2 separate regions of the Sus scrofa genome follow, and region 2 is linked to region 1. Evidence: chromatin contacts called from public HiChIP or PLAC-seq data. All regions are on one chromosome and are shown on one strand. The core of a region is the stretch at or near the end of the contact, and the rest is flanking DNA. Distances in the headings are between cores, read along the strand shown.

Region 1 (7,376 bases), core at 3,630-6,129:
CTCAATAATCTAATTTCATATAGTAGTTGGCATAAGTAAATCACACCATTATACCCTTTAAATTCTCCATGGTTTCCTTCCTATCACATTTAGACTAAAATATCTCAGACGGGCCTATAGAACACTGACCCTGCCTCCCTAACTCCATTTTGTACCATTCTTTCCTTCAATCACTATGCTCCAACCACACTGGTTTCTTTCTCTATTTTGATCCTGTTAAGCTTGTTCCTGCTTAAGGACCTTTACACTACCTAGTCCCTCAACCTGGACTATTTTCCCTACAAAATCTTCGCATGGCTGACTCTTCCTCATACCTCAGGTCTGGGCTCAAATGTCACCTCTTCAGAGAAGCTTTCTCTGACGTGCCCCCTCCCCATTCTAAAGTAGCAAGCTATTTATTGGCCACCACATCACCCTACTTTAACTTTTTGCATAGCACTGACCATTCTGATATTTTCTTTATTTATTGTTTCTTGGTCTCTCCCCATTGCAATGTAAGCTCCATAGGAGGAGGGATCTTATTTGTCTTTTCCACTGTATCCCTGTGTCTAGACTAGTGCTTGACTCAATAAATATTTATTGTATGAAATGAATAAACATGACATAGAAATTTGTCTAAGGAGTTACTTTTCCATACCACCCCAGCCATGCCTCTGCCCCCACAGCTCATACACCACATGCCTTGTTTTACACTGAGAAAGATGAAGACAAAAACCAAGACATAAGTAGAAATGGAAAGGTGCCAATATAATGTAAAACAACAAAGAGAATCATAGGGAAACAAAAAATAAATACAGGGAGTTCCCATCATGGCACAGTGGAAACCAATCTGACTAGTATCCATGAGAATACAGGTTTGATCCCTGGCCTCACTCAGGTGTTGCCATGAGCTGTGGTATAGGTCACAGACCTGGCTTGGATCCCGTGTTGCTGTGGCTTGGTGTAGGCCCCGGCGGCTACAGCTCTGATTCGACCCCTCGCCTGAGAACTTCCATAGGCTGCAGGTATGGCCTTAAACTGCAAAAAAAAAAAAAAAAAAAAAAAAATTAAATACATACATACATACATACATGTGATAGGTATACAGATAATTTCATTTTCCCAAATCATATTTTAAAATAAATAAATAAATACATACACACATACACGTGAGAGGTATACAGATAATTTCATTTTTCCAAATCGTATTTCCTTCCACCTTCATTATTAGCCTGCTCCTTAGCTCAAGCCAACATCATTTCTTGGCAACATCAGGACATCTCCTCCTCTTTAGCTCTACTGCAATCCATTTTCCATACTACCACAAAAAAGATCAGAGATTTCCTTTCTTTTCTTTTCTTTCTTTTTTTTTTTTTTTTTTTTGGCTGCACCTGTGGCACATGGAAGTTCCCAGGCCAGAGGTCCAAACAGAGCTGCAACTGGAGCCTACGCCACAGCCAGGACAACACTGGATCGGGCAATAACATATTTGAGCCATATCTCCAACTTATGCTGCAGCTTACAGCAACACTGAATCCTTAACCCACTGAGCCAAAACAGGAACTCCAAGAGTGATCTTCTTTAAAAGCAGTCTGAATCATGTCACATCCCTGCTCAGAACCCACTGTACTTAGGATAAAATTTATTTATTTATTTTTTGTCTTTTTGCCTTTTCTAGGGCCGCTCCCGAGGCATATGGAGGTTCCCAGGCTAGGGGTCCAATCGGAGCTGTAGGCTCCAGCCTATGCCACAGCAACGCGGGATCCAAGCCGCATCTGCGACCTACACCACAGGTCACGGCAACACCAGATCCTTAACCCACTAAGCAAGGCCAGGGATGGAACCCGCAACCTCATGGTTCCCAGTCAGATTTGTTAACCACTACGCCACAGCGCCACAACGGGAACTCCCTTAGGATAAAATTTAAACAAAACTAAACAAAAAAATCCTACCATTGCCTAGAGGGCCTTGCATGAATGATCTGGCCCCTGTCTATCTCTCCAGTTTGAACTTAAGTCCTTACTCAATACTGGCTTTCTTTCTATGTCTCTAATTCCATTAAGAACACACTGGCTTTCTTTCTATGTCTCTAATTCCATTAAGCCTTTCTTGGTTCAAGGTCTTAGAATGTGCTATATTCTGTTTGGAATGGTCTTCTCTGCTACTGTTTGCTTTGTATAACTTCTACTCAGAAATAAAATTTAATTTTCTCAAAGAGTTCTTCCTTGACCTTTTGATCTACATTAGCTCCCCTTGTTAGATACCTCATGAGATTCTACACTTTTCCACAAATATATGGTTTGGTGATTACTTGTTTTAAATAACTGACTCCCCTACTAGACTAGAAGCTTCATGAGAGCATGAACCATTCCTATTTGACTCTTTGCTTTATTATTCCCTGGCTCACAGTAAGCAGCTACTAAATATTTTTAGAATGAATGAATTAGCAGGCAGTGAGGGACATAAACTGTTTTACAGATAGAAGCCAAATTAAAGTAATATTATTAATATCTCATTTTGCCCAATCTTAGTCACCCATCATGAGAGAGCATCTGTCTTCCATCTGCTCCCATTCATGATTCTCTGATGGTTTAAGATCTAAATGAAAGATTAAGTGATTAAGATGTATATGTGCTGGGATAGATTGTTCTCTCATGAATGGTGGGCTATACAGTATGGAGAATATAAAAAGTCTTGCAGGACAAAAGCATATCAAACCTGAATGAACGCTGGGCCCACTTCTCCTGATCCACACGGGGAACAAGTCCAGACTTTCCGGCCCACAGGACATTATCGCAGGCGAAGTACAAAGCTCTATTAAGGTGACTAACAGTGATGCAGAATCTCAGGACAACATCTGATAGATGCACAGCTCGTTTGGCTGACTCAAGGGCATCTGCTGAGTTACCGAGGCGTAGAACTTGTGGGGATTAGAAAGGAAAAGCAAAAATTTGGGAGGAGAGAGGCAAACAGAGAGTGAGACAGAAAGAAAGAAAGAAAGAAAGAAAGAAAGAAAGAAAGTGAAAGTCGAGCAAGTGATAGAAACAATAATAACAATTTAAAAGAAAAGCGGAAACAGTTCATTCTTTTTTACAAGTTTTAATTAATTTCTGTGGCACTAGTTTTCTCAAATTTGCCCTGTTCTCTCCAATCCTTCATTACTCTTACCCCTGCTCTTTTATCTTACTCAGGAGACATGCAGAAGATAAGTGCAAGGGCAAATGAGGGACAATTGGAAGAAAAGGTCAAAAACAGGAAGGAAGTTCTCTTGCGGTTAAGAGGGTCAAGGATCTAGAGTTGTCACTGCAGTGGCTCTGTTCACTGCTGTGGCGTGGGTTCGATCCCTGGCCCAGGAAATTCCACATGCAAAACAAAAACAAAACACCCCAAAAAACAGGGCAGAACAAAGGAAGAATAGCTGGGGAGGGAGGAAGTGTTAAAATAATGAAAAGGCATGGAGTTCCCGTCATGGCGCAGTGGTTGGCGCATACGACTAGGAACCATGAGGTTGCGGGTTTGGTCCCTGCCCTTGCTCAGTGGGTTGACGATCTGGCGTTGCCATGAGCTGTGGTGTAGGTTGCAGACGCAGCTCGGCTCCCGCGTTGCTGTGGCTCTGGCGTAGGCTGGCAGCTACAGCTCCGATTGGACCCCCAGCCTGGGAGCAGCCCAAGAAATGGCAAAAAGGCAAAAAAAAAAAAAAAAGAAAAAAAAGAAATAAAATAATGAAAGGACAGGAACAGCTTTTTTTGTTTCTTTTTCTATTTTTAAGCTGCCCAGGAGGATGGAGAGGTCCCTGGGCCAGGGACTGAACCTGCACCACTGAAATGACAAAGCAGAACCCTTAACCACCACGCCACCAGGGAACTCCAAGAGGCATGGTTACTTACGCTTTCTTCCTAGGCTCAGATGACCCTCCAGCTGTCGAATCTGTTTCTGTAACTCAGGACTGGCCCCATGTTTCTGTAGGGCATGGCCAAGAAGGGAGCAAGCATATTGGGCGGCCCTGGAGGAGAGAGTGAGCGGTAATGTAAGGTGGAGACCTCCCTAATCTCCCCCTCAAAAACGTCCTCCTAAAGGCAAGTCTGGATTCCCCCTTTTTCCAATTTGAGACTACTCCCTTTCCTCCTCAAGCTCTATCTCCAGGCAGGGGAAAAGAAAGGCATAAGGATAAAAAGGAGCCTCGAAGAGTTTGGGTAGCACTACTTAGAATTGAGAAAATAAGAGATTTGACTACATGAGGCCCGAAGAGGACAAGGTGGCAAGGCGTCCATCACAAGCACTTCTAGTGTGAACATGTGTGTGTCCACGTGAGGGAGTGGGGGATAGCTGGAGGGGAAATTCTTCAGAAAGGTGAACTGAGAGATTTCCAAGGCTCTTGAGGGGAATCGAGACTAGAAGGCAGGACGGAGGCAGAAGAGTTCGCGGGTCAGTAGGATGAGGGGACACGGAAACTTCGGAGCGACTGGTCAGCTCTGGGGACAGAGTTCAGGTCGCTATCAACCACGGGGCGGATGCTCCTCACGCCACCACCACCCGGCGAGGGAAGTATTAGTCTCATGTGAACGCGCATCCCTGAGCGACCTCCCCGCTGGCCCACTCGTGCCTCAGTTTTCCCATCTTTCCCGTGAGCAAAAACGAATCACGGCCTCACGGCTGGTTCAAATCAACCCCTCGCGGTCCGTCCGGGCCCCCGTAGCCCAAGATGACCCTTTTTGACCCCCGTAGTGTGAACTGTCCTCGCTTCACGAGGACCTTCCTCTGCCCGCCCTCCCCCATTCCTGTTCGGGCCGCACCTACACAGCCGCTCCCGGGCCTGGCTCTGAGCGCTGAAGCGGACCCAGGCGTCCATGACAGCGGCGGCCCCGGCTCCGCAGCCCCACCCCCGCCCACTTCCCGCCCCTAGTCACGCCTACCGGACGGCCCAACGGTGTCGCGCAAGGGACAAACATCGTCAAAAAGAAATTTGAACGGAGCCAGCCACAGAAGCGGAGTTTCGGAACTAGAAGCACTTGTCTCTGGGCCTACACCTGCGTGTTTTTGTGGGTGCCTCCGTTAGCTCGCCTTCTTATCAGCTGATCTCTATTTCCTAAGTACGCCTCCAGAGGCACATTCTTCTTTAAACATTCGAGGCCAAGGGCGGGGCTTGCAGGATGGGGGGCGGAGCGAGAAGGTGCCGCAGTGCTCTTGCCGCGGCCGCTAGGATAAGGTTTCCCCTAATTTAGGATGCCCTAGGGGCTTGAGAAGTCTGTGGAAGTAAAAGCCAGCACCAGATCCCTGTTCCCTGCAGGATTCTAACACTTGGACCGATGACCTCCAGAATACATACGGAGAATCTCCAGATTCAGAGGCTTTAGTGGACTAAGTTCGCGAAATAACCAACTCCAGATCCTGAAAAGGAAAGAAGAATGAGTGGATTCAGCTAACCTCTTCAAACCCACACTTCATCCCCCCATCCCTTTCCCTTCCATGTCACCATGTCTGCAGGCAATGGCACCCCTTTGGGGTCAGCAGTGGGGGAAGAGGTCTGGGCGGGATCAGGAGTAGAGGTGGAGAGCTCAGAGCTACCCACCTTCTCAGTTGCAGCTAAGGTCCGGGTTGGAGTGACCGTTGTGCTATTTGTTTCTTCGGCTGGAGGAAACCTGGCCGTACTGTGGTCGGTGACACGGCCGCAACCCAGCCAGCTCCGCCCCTCTCCGGTACGACGACTTTTTGCTCATTTAGCAGCTGCCGATTTACTGGTTACTTTTGTGGTTATGCCCCTAGATGCCTCCTGGAATATCACTGTTCAGTGGCTGGCCGGGGACATCGCATGTCGAACACTCATGTTCCTGAAACTAATGGCCATGTATGCCGCAGCTTTCCTGCCTGTGGTCATTGGGCTCGACCGCCAGGCAGCCGTACTACACCCGCTTGGACCCCGCTCAGCTGGAAGGAAACTTCTGGGGGCAGCCTGGCTACTCAGTTTCCTTCTTGCCTTGCCTCAGGTGAGTAACTTGTCGGGACTCAGGGCTACACCGGACAAGAATTTGGGTGCACCACATGAGCCTTCAGATTCAAGGAGCGTGCTTGGCCGTGGTCACCATTAATCCTCAACGGAGAGACTCTGCTATCTCTTCCGCAAGTTAAGATCATTAATTTGTATTTTCTGCTACAAGCCTTTATTTTTACTACAGTTGGCTTCCATTTTTTTGTATCCTCCTAATCCCACCTTCTCCGCTTTCTTTGGATTATTGCAAAAAAAATTCTAGGGCATGGAGGAAACATACATGGGAAGACATTAAGAAGACAGTGAAATCAGGGGCTTTGGGTAAAACTTTGCGGTACCTTCATTCATCAGTTCAAAAAAATAATGTGCATCCTCCAGGTGCATTCAAATGCTCTATCAAGCATAGAGCAACAAAGTCCTGCCTTCAAGAAATGTATAGATTAGTGCAGGGTCAAATTAGTACTCAATTACAATACAGTGTGCAGTTAGGTATTACACTAAAGGTAAGCATAAGGAGCTAAAAACAATGTGTGTGTGTGGGGGGGCAGGTCTGACCCACTCTTGGATAGTCAGGGAAAGCTTCCTGACTTCTCAGAGATGTTATAATTTCTTGAAAGATTGGTGTTAAACAAGTTAAAGCTGGAGGAATGCTGGGGAGGATGGACAGTAGACAGTCACTAAGTGGCTGCAGCTAAAATTGAGGGCTAGAAAATGGTGAGTAATGAGCCTGGAGGGGTAGAACCAGATCACAAATAATAAACTCATACTTTATCCTGAGGGCAGTGGAGAGACACTAAAGTAAAAGATGGAGAATAACATAGTCAGATTTGTATTTTTTTTTATTCTAATCAAATATCAATATTGAAATGAACTAGAAATCTAGGGGGAAAAAGCTAAATATCAAGCATTTCCTTCAAAACACCCAAACCGTTACCACTATCTGGGGGGAGTAAAGCAGCAGCTCTGAGACCAGGATTAGGATTATGTCAGAGAGGGGCTACAATTTCAGTCTCTGGAATGATAGAGTCAGACTAAGATTTGATCCTTAAATTCTCAAGTATTATAACAACCAAAAGTTAGTCTGACTATATAGTCCTAAGACAAAAAATACTTCTTCCAACAATATGTTGCAAGACCTATCTACCCTAAATTTAAAAAAACAGCCTGTTGTGCAAAAAGAATTACAGTTGGGTTTATGTGAAGCAAATTTTAGACTTGAACTGGGAGTTAAAAAGAAGCCTGGTTTTGTTTGTATTACTTTGGGGTTTTTTGTTTATTTGTTTGTTTTTGAGTCTAGGTTCTATCACTAACTAGCTGGATGACTTTGGCTAAACCACTTGAAATGCATAGGCCACAAGATGATGGAATAGGAGATGAGTTTCATCCTTACTTACGGCCTGACAGTCTGACA
Region 2 (7,376 bases), core at 1,303-3,802, 52 kb after region 1:
ATCAGGTGGAGGGCCAAGGCTGCTCTCCCAGGGCCTATCCCGTCTACCCAGTATTGTTGCTGGATGCCATGGTGGCCACATGAGGGCAGCAGAGTGACATGGTCTGTGCAAGAGGGTGTGGTAGACCAGTTAACAAGGAAGTTTACTCTCTGAAGGTTCACCTTTTGATCCTCTCACCAGGGACCACCATTCTACTTCCCAAGAGGCCCCTTAAGACCACAGAGGATAAGGAGGAAACAATACAGAAACTAGAGGTAAGGAAGCAATGCGCATTGAGATCACTTGGACCCCAGATTCATTCCTCTCCTTTGGCCCGTGTGTGCCTCGATTTTTTTCTTATGTGGCTGTGTCTGAATTTCTCTTCCTCTTCATCCTCACACAGACCCTGGAGAAGAAGGAGGAAGAAGTAACTTCAGAGGAAGACGAAGAGAAAGAAGAAGAAGAAGAGAAAGAAGAGGAAGAGGAAGAGGAGTATGACGAAGAAGAGCATGAAGAGGTGATGGGGACCTCCTTTCACTCTCAGGGGACCCCCTCTCTTCTGCTCATGAGCTCTGAGGAATCTCAACCTTGTCCACCAGGGGTGGTCTCTTCAGAGGGCTGGAGGACCAAAGGAGATAGTGCCTCCAAAAGATAGTGCCCTCCACTTTATCTGCCCCTGGGCACTTCTCAAGAGTGAACTACAGCTTGAAGGGCCCTCTCAGCCCCAGAACGGGGATATTGAGAGGAAAGGAGACTGGTGCACAGGGACGAAGTGGAACACTGAAAATATACCTGACCTTCCTTCCTGTTTTTCTATTTCAGGAAACTGATTACATCATGTCATATTTTGACAATGGAGAGGACTTTGGGGGTGACAGTGATGACAATATGGATGAGGCTATATACTGAAGAAGGACCCTGAACAATACCTTGGACCCTCATATCTTTCTTGATTTAGGGTACAGAGAGTAACTCCTCCCTACTATTTGGTTTTGTGAATAATCAAATCATTTGATCAGAATCCAGATAACTTATTTGGTCCCTGGAGATACGAATAGAGAGTGGCAACTGATAGCTCTCTTTTCCACCTTTCCCCTCCCTCTTTCCTCTGAAACTGTATCGCCTGTGATATCTTGGGGGAAGGAAGGGCAAAGCACCAGTGTCTTGACTGTATGAAAAGGGGAAAGGAGGGTCCTTTCCTCCTGGAGTCCTTAGAGCCGAGACAGCTGTGCGCATGCCCCTACCCATTTTTTACAGTTCTTTTTGGAGGTAATTGGGGGTGGGAACAGTTAGGAGCAGTCAGACCAGTTTTATATTTTTAAGTAAAATGTTTTTATCTGTCTCTGTCCAGGGCGAGGCCCAGTGGGAGAGGGCTGGAGGAATGAAGGGGATGCCCAGTGAGCTGTTCTTCTCTCCTTACCTGTGAAGAGTCCTGTGTGACACACTGGGGGTTTCAGCCTTCCTGTCCTTTGTACCTTCTTGCCACCCCCTGTGGTGGGACACCTACTCCCAATCTAGCTCTGCCAGGGAACATTCAGGAACTCATCCTAAGGGCTGTGCAGAGTGAGTTGTAAACAGCCCACCCCCTGCAGAGCAGCTGGCTTTTGAGCTTCTGGTCCTCAAGCAATGGGGACGTGATTATCTCTGTTCACATGTGTTTACAGGGACACGGGCCCTCGCTTTCCCACACTTGACCTTGCTCTTGTCCTTGTTTACAAGGAGCGATTATAGCTATTTTTGTGGGGAGAGTCAAGAAGGCCAGGTGGGAGGAGGGAGTCGGGAGGAGGTGCTGATTCTTCTGCACACCCACTCACCCTCTTCCAGGCCCTGGAGACCCCACTTTGAAAAGTGTTTCTGTGAAGAGGGAGCCCTCTAAATATCCTTCTCTCCACTTCTGGAATCTGCTATGTGGCTGAACTGCAATTTCTCTTTTGGTCAGCCTTTCTCTCCCTTCTTTGGGGGAGGGGTGGGGGAGGGTAGGCAGTGTTGCTTTACAGGAAGTAAGGGGGGGCATGAGGAAGGCAAGGACTTAGGGACACTCAGCTCTGAGAGGTGCTTTCTCACCCACACAGTTCTCCCTTGGGTGAGGTCACTTCCCTAGGCTCTGATTGGCTTCTGAGGAAGCCCTAGATGAACTGATTGGTTCCAGCCACTTGACATGCAACAGTCACGGGCGAGCTGCGTGTCCAGAATAGGGACTGGATAAGGAAGCAGGCATAGATAGCTGAGATGCTGTCATAGCGACCTTACTAAACATGTGAAAGCCATAAAGAGAGGATGTGGGAGAATCATCAAGAAATTCCTCAACCATATTCAGACAGGCAGACTGAATTCCCTACAGCATCAAGTGATAGAGGCTGGCAACCTAATATTAGAGATTTTTGACCCCATTGCAAAGAATGAATAGGGGCTGTGGCTCCATTGAGGGAAAGCACCTTAAAAGCCTGATTTGGGTGTGGTAGTAGGTTTTAAGTTTAAAGCAGCCAAGAGAACAGAGAAGGAAACAGGAATAGAAACAGAACATTCCAGAGTGATTGAGCAATTTGTGATGATTGATGTTTCCTTTTCTAGTTTTCTGTGGTATTGTGTCCGTGGAGGGGCCAGGGGACCTGTCACTGGGGTTTCCCATAGTCACACTATAGCCTCTGATTGTGGCCAGGGAGAAATCTGCAAGAAACAAAAATAAAAGACACTGAAAAATTTCCTTTTGCCTTTCTCCCCTGTATATACACACATACCAGACCTAATCTGGTTAACTGTATCTATAGCTGTGGGGGGTGCACAGCTGGACCTGCTAAATCCCACTTAATGTCAGCATGGGAATTTAAAAGTTGGGAACAAAGAAGATTCTAGACAAGAGACAGTAGAGGAGAACTGAACACATCTTTGCTCCCCCCTCCGCATATACACACATCCTTTTCCCATGAAATAGGGGAAAGAATAAAGATTAGAGTGGCCACTTGTAATCAGTTGCACTGCCTCAAAGACAAGGTGTCAGAAAGATCAGACCATTCCTGGACTCTTTCCCATCTGGCTTCCCGCTGCTTCTGGCAGGTGACCTTGCTGAACAAAGCCAGAGACAGGGGACCCAGCAGCTTCCCCAGATTCCAGAAGTGTTCCAGGCATGAGCTAGACTGTTTCCATTGACCCTTCCCCTACTTTCCATAGCTTTTAGGTTCTAGTGGGCAGGCTGAGGCTGAAGCCTAAGGCTCAGTAAATAGGATCCTGGCTGCTAATCCTCCAGAGGACCACCTGAGAGATTAGAGATTGAGGCTCTGTTGGCAAACATTTAGAGAGGCTCCACGCCATTCTTGCTCAGCCGTGTACTGTGTGCCTGCTGGGACCTGTTATGTTGAACAGACTGCTTCCACTCCCACGGCTGTGGCCCCAGGCAGGCTAAGTTCTCAGGCAAGAATCCTATTCCCTACCCCATGTCCCCTCCAACCTTGGATAGGAAACTTGAGATTGGGGTCTGCAAATTTAAGCACAGGGACTCAAGTGGTTTGAGGAACAGCTGAGTGGAAGACCTAGATGCAACATGAAGCTAAAAGATTGGGAGGGGAGACCAATGAAAATTGGAGGGTCAAATGTTATGTGGATAGGACACCCATTGTTTGGTGAGGAGAAGGCAATTATTCTCCTCAATTCTTTTTTTTTTTTTGGCCATGCCTGCAGTATGTGGCCAGGGATCGAACTCACACCACAACAGTGACAACACTGGATCCTTAAACCTTTAGGCCATCAGGGAACTCCTTCCTCAATTCATTTTTATTGCTGTTTGAACTTTGAAAGTAAGGAAGGGTGGCTTATAGGCCTAGGATGGTTTAAGAACTAAGCCAAGGGGAAAAGCTGCCATTTCAACTGGGCGAAGCACTGACTCATGGTCCTGGTTATACCACTCCATAGCTTTGTGCACTTGGGAAAGTTCCGTGTCTAGCCTCCAAGCCTCACATTCCTCGTGTATGAAACGATTTGATTCGATGTCCACTAGGAATCTTTCAAGCTGATGCTGATCCACCTGCAAGAATCCAAATGGTCCTGAGAATAAAGATCAGGATGTGTCCAGCTTTTGCTGAACTCATTCCAGCCACTGGATTTCCCCACCTTGTTTTCAGCTGGGCAGGCTAAAGATACCTCAGGCATCTAGCCAGTCCTTTCCAAGAATCTGCTGCAGCCTGAGTAGCAGGAAGATCAGCAATTCCATTAACTAGCAAGGAAAGAGATACCCTTGCAGCAGAGTTCAAGGTCACAAGCAGCAAGCCAGGACTCAAATCCAGCAGACCATCAAGAAATTTCCGACTGAGGAATGGGCCTGCAGGGCAGATCGTCTCTATCTCCCCTCATGCAGCATGTCTGGCCAGAGGACAGAGAAAAGAAATGAGCTAGACAGAAATAGCTCAGCTAATCTGGCCAGACCAGTGGTAACCTTTTCTCCACTGACCTTTCCCCTACTGAGGCTCATTTTTTCCCCAAGATCATTTGGGACCGGAAAGCTGGAAATAATGAAGCTCTGGTTTCCTAGTATCATCTTAGAAAAGTCTTTGCCTATTCCCAACAGTACTTAATTTGCCCTTTTGTATTCTGAAGGGAAGGGAGGTTCCTCCTGCAACCCTAATGCGAGTCTGAGGGAAGGCAGTGATCCAACCTTAACTGCAGAACCTGAGACGCTAAGTGTGATCTCCTTGATCATCTTAGACTTTGGAGGAAGGAATCCAGGGATTTCTAAGACCCAGTCCTGACCAATGCAGGGAGGGGCTGTGCCCACCTCCCTCCCGACCTCTGACTCTGGGACGGTTCTCCATTCCCAAACCTCCCCTCCTCCTGAGAGCCTCAGCTGTGGGCCAGGGTTCCCAAAACTTGAACCCCTGCCTCTCTCCAAATCTTCCCTATCCTGTAATTCTATTTTCCTTGGTGTAAAATGGACAAGTGGCAATATCCAAATCCTGTCTGGAACATTCTCTATTACACCCAAGGCAGCATTGATAGTACTAGAACAGGAGGGAGGTTGGACCTGTCTTTGACTTACCAATAGGGGTGGGAGGAACAAACTCACCTAAGTCAGGGACACAGACCTGGGGTATATCTTATCTTGGAGAGAACAGATGAAATCCCATGTGGACAGGGAAAGAAGCCCTGGTCCTCTTCCTCCTTATGCTCTGCTATGGCCAAAGATGTAGCCATTGTGGAGCGGCATTCCCTCATCTAAGGAGGTCAAGTTTACTCTTTATCTTTTCTCAGACTAGGGGTGGGGGTGGGGTAAGAGGAAGTGAAAGGAAGATGGGCTTGGAGTTCCCATTATGGCTCTGTGGTAATGAACTCAACTAGCATCCATGAGGATGGGGTTGGATCCCAAGCCTCACTCTGTGGGTTAAGGATCTGGTGTTGCCGTGGCTGTGGTGTAGGCCAGCAGCTGCAGCTCCCATTCGACCCCTAGCCTGGGGACTTCTCTGTGCTATGGGTGTGGCCCTAAAAAGACACATACACAAAAAGATGGGCTCAGTGAGAGAAAGGACAACTGCTGACCAGTGCTTTTCTCAGCCCTCTGCTTCCTGTCTCCAAGCCTCTCTCTTGGCCCCTAGACAGTCTTTCCCCTCTGACCATACTTGGCTGCCCTTGGCCCCTGACCTCTCCCTTACTTGGCCTGCCTTCTCTTTTGAGATTTGCTTTTCATCCTGGTCCACCAGTGTAACACCTGTCCAGAGACATCAGGGATGTCTACAAACTTCCCAGGAGCTGGCTGGGCCAGGTCAGAAGTGGTGGCCAAGAGCCCGAAAGAGTGCTTACTGTTATTGTCTTTGAGATTCCTTTCCTTTTCTGACTCTCTCTCCGCGTCTTTTTTTCCAAGTCTCTCTTTGCCTCATGTCTTTAGCATTGTGCTATTTAAATTAGGTTATCAGTGGGTAAAGGGATGAGGAATATTTGGAGCCACAGACGGCACGTGACACATTTTCCAGAGTGTCAGTTTTACTTCTTTTCTTTTTCTTTTTTTTTTTTTTTTGCATTGTACGGCCACACCCTTGTCAAATGGAAGGGGTCGAATCAGAGCTACAGCTGCCAGCCTATGCTACCGCCACAGCAACTCCAGATTGGAGCCGCATCTGCAACCTACACCACAGCTCAGGGCGATGCCGATGTTTATCTGCTGAACAAAATCAGGGATTGAACCGGCATCCTCGTGGATACTAGTCGGATTCCTTTCTGCTGTTCCATAATGGGCACTCCCAGTTTTACTTTTAATATTTGGTGGTGGGAAGTTCCCTGGTGGCCTAGTGGTTAAGGATCCAGCATTGTCCCTGCTGTGGCTTGGATCACTGCTGTGGGGTGGGTTCTATCCCTGGCCCTCAGACACGGGCAAAAGAAAAAGAAGATTTGGTGTGGGAAGACCAATTATTTTTATACTAAAGCTATATAAATATGTTATGCAGTATAAGTCAAAATTTGCACTTTTTAAACATAATACATATACTACAAAGACATTTCTGGCTTGTGACAGGCTACTTAGCACTCTTCCAGAAGCCCCAGGGGAAAATTAGTTCTCCCTAAAATTAGGGGTCCTTCAGAGGAAATATTTAAGAAGCTCTACTTAGAGCAGAGGTGACAACCTAAGATAAACCTTAACACCAGACAAGAGTCAGGGGTATAAAGGAGTGAAGCAGGTGAAAGTAATGCAGTAAGGATTGGTGAGAGCTGGCAAACATGAGTCTGCCTGACCCCTTACTTAGCTCCTGCAAGAGCCGTGAGGGAATGTGGACTCAGTATTACCACATTCTTAGGGGAAGCCAGAACAATAGATTATGGTGAAATCTGCTTTTTTTAATGTTTGCAACCAATTCAAATATTTAGGAAGAAACTGTACAAGTCTGTAATGTCTGCAAGCTGATTCCACCTGTGGACCCCAGGTTTACTGCCTCTGACCTCTACCAACATTTCTTCTCCTTTCCAAAGATACATGAGGCCAAATCTGGGCTTCCAAGGTCTCAAACTCTGTTCCCAAGAGTTGGGGACAGTGACGTTCATGAGCATGGGACGCTCCTGTAGGACAGCTTGGAGAGGTAGAACTGAAGAGAAGCTGTGGGGTACTGATGGCAGCTTTACCTTCTCCAGAAGTGCAAAGGAGCCGTTGGTCACTGTCCAACCACCTTTGCCCTGAACTTCAGGGATATGGAGCTAAAAACATCTTGGGGTCTGGAACAGAAAACAAAAATTCCTCTGAGTTGGAAGGTGAGACAAGCATGAGAGACCAGGAATAGAGAGAAATGGGAGACCAGGGGGCACAGGAAGGAAGCTATGAGCCTGAACAGATGGAAGAAGTCAGAATTGAGACAGGTGAACTGGAGAGGGAGGAGTCTTTAGCCGTAGAACCACATAAGGGAAACACAGTTCTCACGCCCCTGAAC

What was found. HiChIP or PLAC-seq counts read pairs in DNA pulled down with a chosen protein or histone mark.
Region 2: a contact with region 1 is called in an H3K27ac HiChIP or PLAC-seq map of skeletal muscle. The contact joins the enhancer-like site here to the promoter of PEX11B in region 1. A contact is called at or near these places in 3 of 5 promoter capture datasets (fetal liver, fetal skeletal muscle and liver), 4 of 47 Hi-C or Micro-C datasets (embryonic fibroblasts, heart right ventricle, omental adipose tissue and 1 more) and 2 of 2 datasets of contacts at active chromatin or transcription factors (alveolar macrophages and skeletal muscle).

The regions. Positions count from the first base shown.
Region 1 is chr4:99,412,906-99,420,281 of Sscrofa11.1, reverse strand. It overlaps PEX11B (peroxisomal membrane protein 11B), which reads right to left and starts at 4,879. Exons shown (of 4, transcript XM_001927969.4): 1 at 4,773-4,879; 2 at 3,867-3,982; 3 at 2,698-2,899. The coding sequence starts at 4,828. GNRHR2 (gonadotropin-releasing hormone (type 2) receptor 2) reads left to right here and starts at 5,434. Exons shown (of 3, transcript NM_001001639.2): 1 at 5,434-5,963. The coding sequence starts at 5,454.
Region 2 is chr4:99,358,252-99,365,627 of Sscrofa11.1, reverse strand. It overlaps POLR3GL (DNA-directed RNA polymerase III subunit RPC7-like), which reads left to right. Exons shown (of 10, transcript XR_002343450.1): 7 at 181-254; 8 at 383-496; 9 at 802-938; 10 at 1,331-2,683. Among named protein-coding and RNA genes, the nearest start is that of TXNIP, 13 kb to the right of the region's middle. Within about 2 kb of position 2,552, at least 66 of the 83 cell types and tissues checked have an H3K27ac peak or open chromatin away from gene starts, as enhancers often do. A contact at or near this core is called in alveolar macrophages, embryonic fibroblasts, fetal liver and 5 more, where this site is marked.